2 separate regions of the Manis pentadactyla genome follow, and region 2 is linked to region 1. A link is a contact called in public Hi-C data. All regions are on one chromosome and are shown on one strand. The core of a region is the stretch at or near the end of the contact, and the rest is flanking DNA. Distances in the headings are between cores, read along the strand shown.

Region 1 (2,846 bases), core at 170-2,669:
CTAGTCTATGATAAAGGTCACTACGCAGGAACAGCCAATTGGAAGAGATGCAAAGGACAAGAGATGGGAAGGGCACACCCACGCTGCCCCAGCACCTCCATGCATGCACCAACTCAGAAGCTCCCCAAACCCTGGTGCTTAGGGATTTTCATCAAGGTTTCATTATATGGGCACAGTTGATCAAATCCCTGGCTACTGGTGCTCAGCCCAGCCCCAGCCCCTCTCCCCTCCCTGGAAGTTTGGCTGGGAGGTGTTGGTGGGGGAGGACTGTAAGTTCCAACTAAGGGTTGGTCTTTCTGGCAACTGGCCCCCCTCCTGCAGCTATCTGTGGGCCCCCAGCCATACCAAAGGGCAATCTTATCACTCAGGAGATTGCAAGGGTTTTTAGGAGCTCTGCCAGCAACTGGAGACAAAGATTAAATATGTGCAAAAAATATGTTTTTTATTATTATTATACCACGAGAGCCAAGAGCTTGGAGCTAAGAACGCAGGTCCAAAAGCTTCCAATCCAGACTGGAATGACTTCCCGAGAGACTGTAACATGTATAGTGACAAGAAAAGATAAAGGGGAGCTGAAGAGATTAAGCAGGGGCCTAGGGCCAGGGGAGCAGGAAGAGAGGGCAAGAAGGTTTTAAGTTCGAAAACATCATACGTTCATCAGAAATGGTTGTGCGTATCCTGCCCAGGTTTTCCTGTCCAACCCACCTGTGATGAGCTGTCCCCAGCAGCCCCCAGCCCCAGCCTGGAAGCTTCCCCAGGACAGGGCACTAGCTGCTTGGTTTTGCTTAGCTTTTGCTTCCCGCTACACCCCGCTGCTTAGATCACTGTGGGCACTCAAAAATGCACGCTGATGAATAGACCAATCAGTGCATCCTACACTTCCTAAGCCCTCACATGCCTGCCCATAAATATCTCACCAGCAGACCACCAGAGACTCGGAAATTCCATTTAACATCCCTCCTAGGCATTAAGAAATTCTGCTAAGAGGAATCAAGAAAGTGGTAATAATCTGAACTTACAAATTATGGGGATTTACAGTTCACCAAGAGCTTTCCTTTATACCCCAGGGCCTTTATAAGGGGAGGGGAGCTTAGAGAGGTACAGTAACCCACAGTCACTCTTCCAGGACCAGGACTCAGCCTCTGGACCCAGGCGGGGCCCGGGGTGTTTCCTCGGGCAGAATGAAAGTACGGGCATTGTTACCAGGCCCAGGCTCAGAGAGGGCGGGCCAGAGAAGCAGGAAGAGGAGAAGGACAGCGGCCCCAGAGCCGGCACCTACTCAGCCGCCCCGGAGGCTGCCGAGAGGTCCACTCTGCTTCAGCCTCAGCAAACAGCCCCAGGGCAGTCCCGGCGCTGGGCACACTCCACCGGGGGAGTGGAGGCACAAACAGCATCGCCTCGGAGCAGCTGAGTGCTGAAGCTTGCCAGGGAGCGCTTTGTTGCCTGTGCTCCAGCCTCTCTGGGGGAGGAGGAAGGGGCCGAGCCGCCAGCAGAGGGCCTAGGTCTGCAGCTGGAGATTCCAGGCAGGCCCAGAGCACAGACCCAGGACAGAGGTGAGTCAGGCAAGCTGGGGGCATGAGGGCGGGGGTATGGGAGACCCCTGCGGTCAAGACCACCCTTCCCACCGCTCCTAATGACTCAGCACTGCTGTCTTACATTCCACACCTATTTACTGGATACTATCTGGGGGCCGGGCCCTGTGCTGTTCCAGCTGCAGGACATATGAAAAAGACCCTGCCCTTGCAGAGTTTACCTGGTAATGGAGGGGACAGAAATAGCCATGGGGGGTGGAGACGGGCAGAAGAGAGGAGACAGGCTGGGTGGCCTTGCAGGGATCCAGGAGGCACATGATGGGGGCTCCCTGAATGCGCCAGGCCCCATGTCAGCACCCCCAAGGCCCTGCCACCCACTTAGGTTTAGACGCCTGCGTATGAATCCCATTGGCTTCATGTGGCTCTGTGACCTCACAGAATCCTGTCCTCTCTGTAAAATGGTAATAATAAAAATAGCATGTCTGTAGGGTTGTGGTGAGAAGAAAGGGGATCCAGACAGTGGCAGCAACGGTTTCCAGCATGTTCCCTCCAGCTAGGCTCTGGGGCCCACGAGCAAGCAGACAGGAAACACGGAGCTGCTCCGCATTGCCCACTCTGATCACCCACTGGGGACACCAAGGGGTGCTCAGTTCCCTAGAGGGGGCTGCTACCAGGAAGGCCTCTTGGAGGACGGGTCCCTGGAGGCTGGGGCTCACTAGGAGCACAGGGCAAACAGTGGAGGCAAAGGGGTGGAGGAGAGTGAGGAGGCTTGGGTGGGGTCAGCTGACCCAGGCAGGGGGCCAGAGGGGTGGCAGGTGGTTGGATGGCGGGGAGTATGAGCTCCATGCCACAAACAGTGGGCACCAAGGAGCAAATGCCAGGCAGGGAAGGGAACCAACGTGACTGCCGTTTGAGAGCCCACCCGGCAGCCAGGAGGACAAACAGAAGCAGTGAGGCCCGGTGAGAGATGATGGTGGCCTGGGTAGGGACCATGGGGATGAGCAAATGGATCTGAGAGACTCAAGAAATAGAGCAGATGGTACCTGGTGGTTGCCTTGTTGTAGGGGAACAGGCGCTTCTAACAGGCTGCATGTCTGCTGCAAAGGATGCAGGGTCCACCCTGACTGTGGAGGACACACAGGGGCTCCAGGGGCAACACTTCATAGGCAAGGAACAAGCTCCCTGCCCTCAGCTCTACAAAACCCCTCAAGCTCACAAAAATGGGCTGAATGAGCCCAGGACTTAGGGGACCAGATGAATGGGACCACAGGACCCCAACAAGCCCCCTGGTGGGGCTGTGGCATGCACAGACCC
Region 2 (2,846 bases), core at 113-2,612, 160 kb after region 1:
GAATCATTGTCCTAACTTGAAATGAACACTTCGAACAATCCAAGCCCTACAAAGCATGACTGTTGGAAGAGGAAACTGAGGTTCAAAAAGTCCCACTTTAATACAACAGAGTAAAAGGTCTCTTTGAAGTCACCAGAACAGCTTGAACAACAACAAAATCAAAACAGAAGGCTATTGTGGGGCTTCAGCCTCCAGATGATGAACCCCAAACACACAGCATGGGAAACAAACAAGCCTCTGGGCCAGAATCTGATTTGGTGATCTAACAAAACATTTCACTTTGAGGAATCTCCCTTCCCATTCATTATTTCCCAAAGTCAGTCCCACTGGCTGGCAGCTCCTGTTTTTTGGGGGGATTTTTGCTAGTTCGTGGGTTTATTGCTTGTAAAGTATAATGCATAGTGTGCTTTTCAAAAAAAAGGCAGAGGCAAACGAAAACATCCCTGGTTTTAAAGCCCCATAAAAGACAGTACATGTAACAGAAATGTGCTCTGCCTGTGTTTACTATGAGGACCTATTACTCCTTTATGCTACTCCAGTGGATTTTAAACTCAAATGAATGCCACCACTGCCCACTAAAGAGCAGGTTAGAGGAGGGAAGGGGCACATTCACACACTTGCCTCAGCACGACCCCAGTGCCTCCCTCACCGTGTGCTTCCTCATCGGGTACTTTCCCGAGGCTCCGCCGAGCAGCCGACCTGGAAATGGGGCTGCAGACCCCAGCCCCCTTCGCTCTACAATCCCAACAAGCAGGCCTTAGAGTCTTCCTTCCATCTGGCCCGGCACACCCTCCTCCCTACCACTCCGATCCCCACCAGAAAGGAGGGAAACTCCTCGGCCCCGAAGAGGGGGAGAAGGGGGCGGCACGGGTAAGAAGAGGACGCGAGGGTCCTGGGCGAGCAACTTACTCCCCCGGCCGAGGTGGGCCCAGGAAACCCCCGCCTCCCCGGGTCGCGGTCCTAGGCCCGGGGGGCTGCGGCCGCCACCCTCGGCCCGTCCAGACCCCAGCGCTCGCCTGGGCCCCCGCCCCTATGGGCCCGGGCCGCCGACGGCCGCCTGCGGGCCCGCGCCGGCGCTCAGCCCGGCCCGCCGCCCTCAGCCTCCCGCGGCCCGCGGCCGCCCCGCGCCGCCCGCCCGCCCGTGGCCGCGCACCGTGTGGGACTGCAGGCTCTGGCTCGCCTCGATGGCTGCTGTCAGCGGCACCGTGTCGTCCAGCAGCACCTTGCCGGCCGCCGGCTTCTCCATGAAGGCCATCCCGGGACGCCCGTCCGCACCGCCGCGAGACCAGGGGCAGGAACCCGAGGCGCCGACTCCCGCCGCCCGCCCGGCTCCGCCGCCGCCGCTGTCAACACGCGCCGCCCCACGCGCCGCCGCAGCCCGCCGGGCCCACAGGGTCCTAGCGCCGCCGGCACCCATCGCCGCTGTCAACACCCGCCGCCCTGCGCGCCGCCACCTCCCCGCGGGGTCCTAGCGCCACCTCGTCTGTCATCGTTGCCTGGAACGGCGCTTCCAAGCTCCTCACGGTCGCGCCGCAGACCCGGTACCCTTAGCCCCGGGCTTCAGCCCCGGCGACACTTCACCCTAGGCCTTCACCTCCAGAGATCCTCAGACCTGAATATCCTAAGCCCTGCGATCCAGGAACCCGCAGGTGCAGATTCCCAAACCAAGCCTGTGTTGGGCTTTTCGCATTAGGCCCTCAGCAGCGGGGGCTAACTTGAGACCTTTACAAGTGGACCTTTCCCCGCCGGGCTTCCCGGACACAAGGACCCCAAGACCCAGAAAAGGGATCTTCAGAATGGAAACTTCATTCTGAGTCCTGCAGACCCAGAAACTTCCCCAAACAGGCCCCTCATTCAGGTTTTACGGGAATCCTTGAACCTGGCTTTTCAGACCTAAGAACGAAAGAGCTCGGCCTTTGGAATTGGACCCCACAGTTGGAGTCCTTGGACTCCAGAACCCTCAGACCCAAGCTTTTTGAACGGAGGACTCTAAAAACTGGGCCTTGGTCCAGGTACTCCCAGCTTTTAGCTCAACCTTCAACGCCAGGAACACTCAACCAAGATCCCTCAGACTTGGGGTCCTCAGTCCCACTACACTGGCTCCAAGAAGCTCAAACCCAGAGCCAGAGAACTTTGTGATCAACTTTCCAGCCCCAAATTTGCCCCCCGGTCTGCCTAAACCCAAGGCCAAAATCCTGCCACTCCCCAGGTCTCCTCCCCCAGTTCCCACAGAAATCCCAGCATACTGCTACCTCCTAGGTCAGCAACACTCCAGAGACCTGGAGGGGTTAGTTTTGGAATTAGATGACCAGGATCTCCAGGGCTCTGGCATTTACTAACTGTGTGACCTTGAGTAAGTTACCCAATCTCTCTGGGCCCCCGCTCCCCATCTGCAAAATGGAGAAAATAGTATCTGTATGGGTAGGTTAATATGAGGAATGCAGTAGGATGGGAAGGGGCTTGGCACTTAATAAAAGCTCTGACAATATTAGTTTCTTCCTTCCTCTACAGTTCACAGAATAGAGAGAGGGTTTCTCTTACATTTGTCTCCCCTAAGTTTCTACATTAAAGACAAGAGCTGAGTTTCTTGGTATTGCCATCACTACCAAATTTGACATCACAGCAAAGACCTAGACAACAGCTAAAGGGTACCCTCTCCAGATCTCAAACTTAATGAGACTTTTGGGTAATCCCAAGTGGCCAAGTAGCCATGACAGACTGACATAGGGGCCACTACCCAATGGAGAGACATGTGAAGGTGAAAACACAGAACTTCATGGTTCAGTCCTAAAATAATCAGAACTCTTCCTGCATTCCATTTCTGCCCCCAGTATGTTTAAATGTGG

What was found. Hi-C and Micro-C count contacts between places; a contact is called where the count stands out from the background.
Region 2: a Hi-C map of skin fibroblasts shows a contact between it and region 1, with 5 times the contacts expected there. The contact joins the promoter of PXK here to the promoter of ACOX2 in region 1. A contact is called at or near these places in 2 of 3 Hi-C or Micro-C datasets (fibroblasts and skin fibroblasts).

What each region holds. Positions count from the first base shown.
Region 1 is chr1:229,424,288-229,427,133 of mManPen7.hap1, forward strand. It overlaps ACOX2 (acyl-CoA oxidase 2), which reads left to right and starts at 1,420. Exons shown (of 15, transcript XM_057508196.1): 1 at 1,420-1,553.
Region 2 is chr1:229,584,813-229,587,658 of mManPen7.hap1, forward strand. PXK (PX domain containing serine/threonine kinase like) reads right to left here and starts at 1,363. Exons shown (of 18, transcript XM_036877934.2): 1 at 1,154-1,363. The coding sequence starts at 1,255.